Regions from separate parts of the Macaca mulatta genome. Here region 2 is linked to region 1. The links are chromatin contacts, called in public Hi-C maps. All regions are on one chromosome and are shown on one strand. Each heading gives the region's core, a stretch centred on a gene start, on an enhancer-like site or on the middle of the called end of the contact. The rest is flanking DNA. Distances are from core to core; before and after follow the strand shown. Region 1 holds the start of MAP1S (microtubule associated protein 1S). Region 2 holds the start of FCHO1 (FCH and mu domain containing endocytic adaptor 1).

Region 1 (4,606 bases), core at 398-2,897:
GCCCCAGAGAGGCCTCAGGCTTCCAAAAGTTTCCAGCCTTGTAGGGGAGATAGTGCCCGAAACAGACACTCTCACTGGTATTACTGCTCACAGCAATAACAGAAGAAATTACAGGCAGGCGAGACGCAGGGAAGGGAGCCAAGGGGGAGGGACAAGGATAGAGGAAGGATGCCAGAACCAAAAAGAGAGAGAGGAAGTGTAGTGCAAGAATGGTAGACGGCACGTGGCCAGTGGCTGTTACACACTGGCCAGGGAGGAAGTTGGGCTGAACAACCCAGATAATAAACGGCAGCGGGAGGCTGATTCTCCTTCCCAGATCTTTCCCATTTCTGTCCTGCTTTGCTTTGCATAGTCCCAGAGATGGGGAGCTCACTCCTGAGGAAGGCGGCTCAATCTTTCCTGGGCATGGGCCACTGTCCAAAAAGTTCCATCCAAAAGTTCCAAGCAAGATGATTTGTCAAGTAGTAGCTCCTATGCGTCAAAGGGCTGAAGGGGACCAGGCGCAGCAGCTCACGCCTGTAATCCCAGCACTTTGGGAGGCCAAGGCAGGAGGATCACTTGAGGTCAGGAGTTCGAGACCAGCCTGGCCAACATGGTGAAACCCCATCTCTACTAAAATACAACAGTTAGCAGGTTATGGTGGTGGGCGCCTATAATCCCAGCTACTTGGGAGGCTGAGGCAAGGGAATTACTTAAACACGGGAGGCAGAGGTTGCAGTGAGCTGATATCGTGCCACTGCACTACAGCCTGGGCAGTAGAATGAGACTCTATCTCAATAAAACAAAATAAAATAAAATAAAATAAAAGGGCTAAAGGGGATTATCTGGGGGGAGAGAGGTGTCCAAGTGTGCAACACAGGCAGTCCCTTGCATAGGCTGGATCGAGAGTAAGACCCACTTGGGTTCAAACCGGCTCTACCACTTAGACAGGCTTGGTGACTTCATCCCTCCAAATCTCAATTTCCTCTCCTTTCCTCTGAAAGTGACCACAGTAACTGTGCCTACCTCATCGCTTTGTGCTTGTATGTAATGAGCTAATGCAATAAAATGCCTGGCGCACGGGAGGTGCAGAATAACTGTTGCCCTGTTCTAGGCAGGCCCAGAGTGCTTCGGTTGTGTCCCAAACACACATGTACTTTCTTACCTCTAAAACTTTGCACGTGCTGTAAACTTCTGCCTCAGGTGCTCTTGCCCCACCACACACACAAGGCAAACTCCTACACATCCCTTAAAGCCCTACCTACAAGATAGAGCTCTTTTCTCTGTTCAAGTCCTGACCTAGAGAGCTGGGACCATCCATAGGCGCCGGGTTCTGATCCGGCCTACTGTCATGTGATGTGAGTTCCTGGGGGGCAGGAATTCTGATCCACATGCACCAGGCACGCGATCAAAGCTTGTTCAATTAAAAAAAAAAAAGTGAATGAATGAATGGTCACTTGGGAGAGGCGGCTCCCAAGCGGACACCCGGGAGTCCGCCAACCCCTTTAGGCCCCGCATTCCCTGATCTCCACGACCTCAAAGGGCCTGTAGGTGGTCGACAAAAAGGGGCGGGGAGGGGGTGGTTCCGGGCGGGGTCTTCAGGCCTTCCGGTGCGGCCCCTTTAAGAGGCGGGGCCTGCGGGGCGGGCGCTGAGAACGCCGGGGCGGCCCGAAGATGGCGGCGGTAACTGGGTCTGGGCTTGCAGCGGCCCCGAGCTCGCTGCTCCTCGTGGTGGGCAGCGAGTTCGGCAGCCCAGGGCTCCTCACCTACGTCCTGGAGGAGCTCGAACGAGGTCGGGCTGGCCCGGGGGCGTGCGGGAGCCCGGGAGGCGGACACGTTCGCGCGTCTGGGCCCGGGGCCGGGGGGGTGGGGCGGCTGCGGCGGGGCCCGGGCTCCGGGGCGGGGGTCGCGGGCCCGGGGTTGGGTCCCCTTCACCGTTAGGCGCCCAACGCGAGCAAAGGCGGGTTCCTGTGGGTGCCCATGGAGGAAGTGGCATCGGGGCCTGGGCTGGGGCAGGGCTGCCCCGCCCCAACTCCGGGTGAAGATCGGGGAGGGGACACGGGCCTGGGCCTGGGGACCCGTGCAGTTGGACCACGGCTCCGCTTCTCTCCTGATTGGCCCGCCCGGGGGGAGGGCTTGGGGTCGCTTTGGATCTCTAGGTCTTAGCAGCTTAGAGATCTCCCGGAGGGAGAAGCAGATATGGGGGAGGCTGGGCCAGGAGCCCCGGGGCCCGCTTTCTGTTGCCGCACAAGGAGCTGCTAATTGGGGTGTGGGCGGGTGCGGCCTGCCCTGGGGATTTGGCACCTAGGTAGTTGAGTCATAGGTGCACCTGCCAGGTTCACCTGCAGCCACTTGGCACAGTGGTACTGGCACAGTGGGACTGGCGGGCGTGATGCGCCCGTGGGTGGAGATGGGTGTTCATCCCCCATTCCACGGAGCATCTGGACCTGCGCGTTTCATTGCGTGTAAAATGGGACAGGAACACGCACCTCGGTTCATGTGCTTGAGGAGTGTTTAGTGAGCACCTGTTATGCGCCAGGCCTTTGGGCAGTGGGCACAGGGATATGGCCGGGATGATAGACAGGTTCAGCCCTGCCAGCACAGGTCTGGTGGGGGGATGGACCCAAAGCCAGTGAGGAGATGGAAGAAGCTTCCAGCTCACATGGTGTCAGGAGGCATCAGAAGGCTGCAAGGGACTGCGAGGACAGTCAGTCTTAGCACCCGAAGGTGCTGAGGGGGAAGGGCCCTTGGCCAGTAGGAACAGGTGGGGGCGGCAGGGGGATGGGCTTCCAGGCAGGGGGAACAGCTGTTGCAAGGGCGGCGAGTGGAAATGGGTCTGACAGGGCATAGGAGCAGCGAGGAGGTGGAGATGGAGGAGGTGGAGGCTTTGTTGCTGATGAATCTTGCCTGTAAAATGATGAGGTGTGCTCTGGGTGCCCTGGCTCAGCTGCAGTGAGACCTGAAGGTGTTGGGTACTTTTGAGTCTTCAAGCTGTGAGTGAAGGGAGGAGGCTGGGGCGCTCCCCACCCACGGGGTGCTCATTATTCAAATATCCTGGGAGCTGGGAGGCCTGGCTGAACTCCCGCCTTGATCCCTCCTTCTCACCAGGCATCCGGTCTTGGGATGTCGATCCTGGCATCTGCAACCTCGATGAACAGCTCAAGGTCTTTGTGTCCCGACACTCTGCCACCTTCTCCAGCATTGTGAAAGGTGAGGCTGGGGTCCCCCTGGCTGCTCCCTACCTCTTGTTCACTGGGCAAGTGCCAGCCGTGTGCCAGGCATGGGGGGTGGGGTGCAGCTGTAAATAACAACAGTAGTAATACAGCTGAGACCTTTCAAATGTAAGCCCTGACCTAGTGATAACCCCTTCAGTCCTCAGCAACCCACAGTGCAGGAACTGGTATTTTTGTCCCCGATTGACAGATGAGGAAACTGGTACTGAAGGGGGAAGAGGCAGGGAGCTCTCTGAGGAGGGAGTTTTTTAATGATAAATGCTATGACTGGTATGTCCAGTGGGAGGGAAGCGCCCCAGCCAAGACCCAGCAGTGGACAGAACATCTAGAATGGACTGGGCACGGTGGCTCATGCCTCTGATCCCAGCACTTTGGGAGGCCACGGTGGGTGGATCACTTGAGGTTAGTTCAAGACTAACCTGGCCAACATGGAGGAACCCTGTCTCTACTAAAAATACAAAAATTAACTGGGCGTGGTGGCAGGCACCTGTAATCCCAGCTACTTGGGAGGCTGAGGTGGGAGGATCACTTGAACCCAGGAGGCAGAGTTTACAGTGGGCTGAGATTGTGCCACTGTACTCCGGCCTGAGTGACAGAGTGGGAGGGACTCTATCCCCCCCCAAAAAAAAACCATCTAGAAGGTGGAGGGGGCACTGAGGAGGCCCTGGAAGATGGAGTGTGGGCCCCTTGCAGGCAGGGACTGAACTTGGTTCACAGCCACAGGGCTGGGTATACAGTAGGTAGGGAACTGAAAAGGAGTGAGATCAAGGATGGCCCAACTCAGCAGGAGGCTCCCTTCTGGGGTGACCCAGTGTGAGCAGGGCAGCAGGCAGGCAGGCAGGGCTTGGGTTTGCCTGCAGCTGCCCCCTGCTCTTGATGGTCTCTTGAGTCACCTCCCAGCGGCTGCTGGAGAGGAAGGAAGTGTCCGTCATCTCATTGTCCCAGTGGGTCCTTGTGGCTTCCTGACACTTCATGGAGCAGAAAGTGGAGCTGGAAATCCTGTCTGCTGTGTGCGACCTTTGTGGCCGCTTCCCCTCTCTATGCCTTGATTTCCCCACCTGAATGGGGCAATATCCGTGTGTGGCAAAAAGCGTGCTAAGGCTGGGTGGGGTGGCTCTCGCCTGTAATCCCAACACTTTGGGAGGTCAAGGTGGGAGGACTGTTTGAGGTCAGGAGTTTAAAACCAGCCAGGGCAACATGGCGAAACCCTGTCTCTACTGATAATACAAAAACAAGGTGGGCCTGGTGGTGCATGCCTGTAGTCCCAGCTACTCAGGAGCCCGAGGAGGGAGGATCGCTTGAACCCAGGAGGCAGAGGCTCCTGTGAGCTAAGATTTGTGCCACTGCACTTCAGTCTGGGCAACAGAGCGAGACCCTGTCTCAAAAAATAAAGT
Region 2 (4,480 bases), core at 1,981-4,480, 36 kb after region 1:
CGAGGCGGGAGGATAACCTGAGGTCATGAGTTCACGACCAGCCTGGTCAATATGCTGAAACCCTGTCTCTGTAAAAATACAAAACGTAGCTGGGCATGGTCGCGGGCATCCGTAATCCCAGCTACTAAGGAGGCTGAGGCAGGAGAATCGCTGGAAGCTGGGAAGCGGAGGTTGCAGTGAACCAAGATTGCGCCACTGCATTCCAGCCTGGGCAACAGAGCGAGACTCTGTCTCAAGAAAACAAAGAAACAAAAAACAAACAAACAAAACAAAAAACAAACAACCCCCAAACCTGACAGATCCCATTACGGCCAGGAAATCAAGGTCAACACCAGCAGAGTAAGGCATGTTGACAGTTTGTACCTTTGATATGGTGTGATGAGATGGGCGCTTCAGCTCTGTGGTCTTCCTTCCCCAAATCCATCACCCTCATTTAACTGTGAGAAATACATCAGAAAAACCTCAGTGGAGAGACATTTTATAGAACACCTGACCGCCATGCCTCAAAACTGTCACCAAAAACAAGACAGTTTGACAAACCGTCACACCCCAGAACAGCCTAAGGAGACATGAGGAGTAAATGTCATGTAAGATTCTAGGACAGAAAAAAGACATTGCAACCAGTGGCCATACCAGTGGAAGGTGATGATCATGTGGGAGGCGGGCTGGGCACAGTGGCTCACTGTTGTAATCCCAGCACCTTGGAAGGCCGAGGCAGGCAGATCACCTGAGGTCAGGAGTTTGAGACCAGCCTGGCCAACATGACAAAACCCCATTTCTACTGAAAATACAAAAATTAGCTGGGTGTGGTGGTGGGTGCCTATAATCCCAGCTACTCGGGAGTCTGAGGCAGGAGAATCGCTTGAACCCGAGAGGCGGAGGTTTCAGTGAGCCGAGATGGCGCCACTGCACTCCAGCCTGGCCAACAGAGTGAGACTCCGTCTCAAAAAAAAAAGAAAAAGAAAAAGAAAAAGATAAAAGACATTGTAATAAATGGACATACCAATGGACGGTGTTAATCATGGGGGAAGCAGGCCAGGTACAGTGGCTCACGCCTACAATCCCAGCAGTTTGGGAGGATGAGGGGAGAGGATGGAGTGAGCTCAGGAGTTCAAGACCAGCCTAGGCAACATGGTGAAACTCCGTCTGTGCAAAAAAATACAAAAATTAGCTGGACGTGGTGGCGCGTGCCTTTAATCCCGGCTACTCAGGACTCTGAGGTGGGAGGATTGCTGGATCCTGGGAGGCAGAGGTTACAGTGAGCTGAGATGGCGCCACTGTACTTCAGCCTAGGCGACAAGAGCAAGACCCTGTCTCACCAAATGAATAAATTAATAATAATAATAATAATAGGCCGGGTGCGGTGTCATCCCAACACTTTGGGAAGCCAATGCGGGTGGATCACGAGGTCAGGAGATCGAGACCATCCTGGCTAACATGATAAAACCCCGTCTCTACTAAAAACACAAAAAATTAGCCAGGTGTGGTGGCGGGCACCTGTAGTCCTAGCTACTTGGGAGGCTGAGGCAGGAGAATGGCGTGTACCTGGGAGGCAGAGCTTGCACAGCAAGCTGAGATCCTGCCACTGCACTCCAGCCTGGGCGACAGAGAGAGACTCTGTCTCAAATAATAATGATAATAGGCCAGGCGCAGTGGCTTATGACTGTTAATCTCAGCACTTTGGGTGGCCGAGATGGGAGGATTGCTTTAGCCCAGGGGTTTGATACCAGCCTGGGCAACATGGGGACACCCTGTCTCTATTAAAAAAAAAAAAATTAAAGAAAAAAATAGGAGAAAGCTGAGTGTGGGGTATACAGGAACTCTCTGTATTATCTTCACAATAATTCTATAAATCTAAAACTGCTCTAAAATAAAAGGTTTATTTGGAAATAAAATGAACTGGCCAGTTTCAGTGCTTCATGACTGTTGTCTCAGCATTTTGGAAGCTGAGGCAGGAGGATTACTTAAGCCTGAGAGTTTGAGGCTGCAGTGAGCTATGATCATGCCACTGCACTCCAGCCTGGGCAACTGAGCAAGACCTCATCTCTAAACAACGAAAGAAAGAAAAGAAAGAACATCTGTAGCTGCCTTGGAGAACAGGGATTGTGTAGGGCTGGGATGGAGGGAACAAGAAGCACAAATAGGAAACTGAGGCAGCATCCAGGCTGAAGATAATTGGACCACTGTGGGGTGTAGGAAAATGAATTTGGAACTGTTTCAGAGACACTGAATCCACAGGATGAAATGCTGGTGATGAAGGGAAGAGAAGATCCTTAGGGTCTCCCAAGCTTCTGGTCTGTGCTCCTGGGCTGCCCTGACTGAGCCTGGGAGGCTGGTGGAGAGAGGCAAGAGCAATCAGCCGGGTGCCCTGTCCCTAAGCAGAGGGTAGAACGGGGGACTGGCAGGTGTTGTGTAAGTTTATTTTTTCTTTTTCTTCGTTTTGTTTGTTTTTTTAAGACGAAGTCTCACTCTTGTCACCCAGGCTGAAGTGCAGTGGTGCGATCTCGGCTCACTGCAACCTCTACCTCTCGGGTTCAAGTGATTCTCCTGCCTCAGCCTCCGGAGTAGCTGGGGTTACAGGCAGCTGCCACCACGCCCGGCTAATTTTTGTATTTTTAGTAGAGACGGGGTTTCACCATGTTGGCCAGGCTGGTCTCGGACTCCTAACCTCAAGCAATCGAGTTCGACCTCCAAAACAGAACTGTCATATGTCCTATGAGGGGATGACCTCCTGTGCAAGGGGCCGGATCCCGGGGCTGCCCTAGGCCGGCTGCAGACTTGCTGTGTGGCCTCCAAACAAGACCTTGCCCTCTCTGAGCCTCAGATTTTCCACTTGTAAAATAAAGACCAATAACGTTCCGGTTACAGGCTTGTGGGGGGTCATCAAATGAGCCCTGCCTGGGCGATGAATAAACGTTGGTCGCTCCTTACCCTTTACCACTGACTCTCAGGGGGAAAGAGTGGCGCCTGTCTCTTTAAATTATGCAAATGGCTGCGGGTGGCGTAAAGGGGGGGACTATTAAAAAGATCCTGGTCTTAGGCTGGACCAATCAGCGCGCTGGGCTGGCGGAGACGGCCGTCTAAATGGCCCAATGGGGGACTGCGCGGGATCAGAGCCCGCCCTGCCTCCTGGCGCCGTCGCGGGGGTGGGGACTTTGTAGGCCACGCCCAGGGGGCGGAGCCAGTCGGCAGCCGCGCCGCAGCCGCGGAGGGAGGGGCGGGGCGGGCTCGGGTGTCAGCGACCGAGCCGCAGGTGGCGGCGAGCGCGGGGCTCGGCCGGAGCTCAGGAGGTGAGTGTTGCCCCCCGGAACCCCCTGGGACACCCTGGCCCGCGCAGCCTCCCACGCGCACCGTGCCCTGCAGCCCCGGCGGCTGCGGAGGGCAAAGGCGCGGCGGGACGCGAGGGATGGAGAGCAGGGGTTAGGGGCTAAGCGGTGGGCGCCCCGGCTTCTTCCCCAAGTGGTAATCGGGGGTCCGCAGGCGGAAACGGGGACCGCTCCCCAAATCCACCGTCTCCTGGCCTAGAACCGAGCGTGCACGGGGGCGGTGACGACGCGAGACCCCTCCCCAAATCCTTTTATTCTAAGCCTAGGTCTGGGTTCTGGGGCTGCAAAGATGGGGGCGCCGCTCCCCTTCCAGCCTGGAACCCTGGGCGGTGGCCGAGATGGGGACCACCCGCAAATTCCCTCTTCCCAGCTCCGGCCTGCAGACCACCGGGGACCGAGGATGAGGTACCCGCTTCCCTTTTCCTCCACTGTGAACCCCTCTCCAGGCCTGATGGCTGGAGGAGCTGGAGGGTCACCTGGCCCCTCCTCTAATCTGCCCCATCCCAGTCCCCCACCTCAAGGATGGGGTGGGAGGCGTTTCACTGGCATCTTCTGTGCGGACCCCAAGGTTGGAATTTTGGGGAGGAGGTCAGTGTGGGGTCCCCTGCCTGGCACGGTTTATCCAGGCCAGGCCTTGAAGGGCCTGGAGCCTGGACTTGGGGGGGTCCCTCTCTTACTGAGGGGCGGGGTGTACAGCTAGCATCTGTTCCTGGGGATTAAAATAAATCGAGGTAAATTAGGATCTTGCCAGAGGCTGGCTGTGAGTGGGGTGCGGAGGAGGTTTGGGTGGTGGGGGGCCCCTCCATCTGCCTTGGATCCCCCGAGTCACCTGCCCCAGCCGCAATGGGGACCAGGAGGCAGAGTCGAATGGACCTGCTTCACTGGTGACCTTGGGCAGGTGACAGCGCCTTCCCAAACCTCGGTTTCCTCTTTTGAAAATTGAGGTTGGGAGCTTCGGACCCTGCATTTTACAGATTCTGAACTCACCCAGCCCACATTTTGTCTGATGGTGATTCACTCTTTTGCTTAACATGTGGGTGGTTTGGGGTCAAGAGAGTATTGGGTTTGGAGACCCTCCCACAGTGCCTTGCTATCCTCTGAGCCTCAGTTTACTGCACTGCAAAATAGGTTGATGATGACACTCTGATATTGGG

Evidence for each region. Hi-C and Micro-C count contacts between places; a contact is called where the count stands out from the background.
Region 2: a contact with region 1 is called in a Hi-C map of cortical neurons, with 3 times the contacts expected there. The contact joins the promoter of FCHO1 here to the promoter of MAP1S in region 1. A contact is called at or near these places in 3 of 14 Hi-C or Micro-C datasets (blood, cortical neurons and fetal cortex germinal zone).

Annotation. Positions count from the first base shown.
Region 1 is chr19:18,217,056-18,221,661 of T2T-MMU8v2.0, forward strand. MAP1S (microtubule associated protein 1S) reads left to right here and starts at 1,648. Exons shown (of 7, transcript NM_001265723.1): 1 at 1,648-1,771; 2 at 3,088-3,189. The coding sequence starts at 1,654.
Region 2 is chr19:18,251,018-18,255,497 of T2T-MMU8v2.0, forward strand. It overlaps FCHO1 (FCH and mu domain containing endocytic adaptor 1), which reads left to right and starts at 3,231. Exons shown (of 22, transcript XM_077978433.1): 1 at 3,231-3,290. It overlaps LOC144336861 (a long non-coding RNA gene), which reads right to left. Exons shown (of 5, transcript XR_013409266.1): 3 at 1,004-1,146; 4 at 1-437.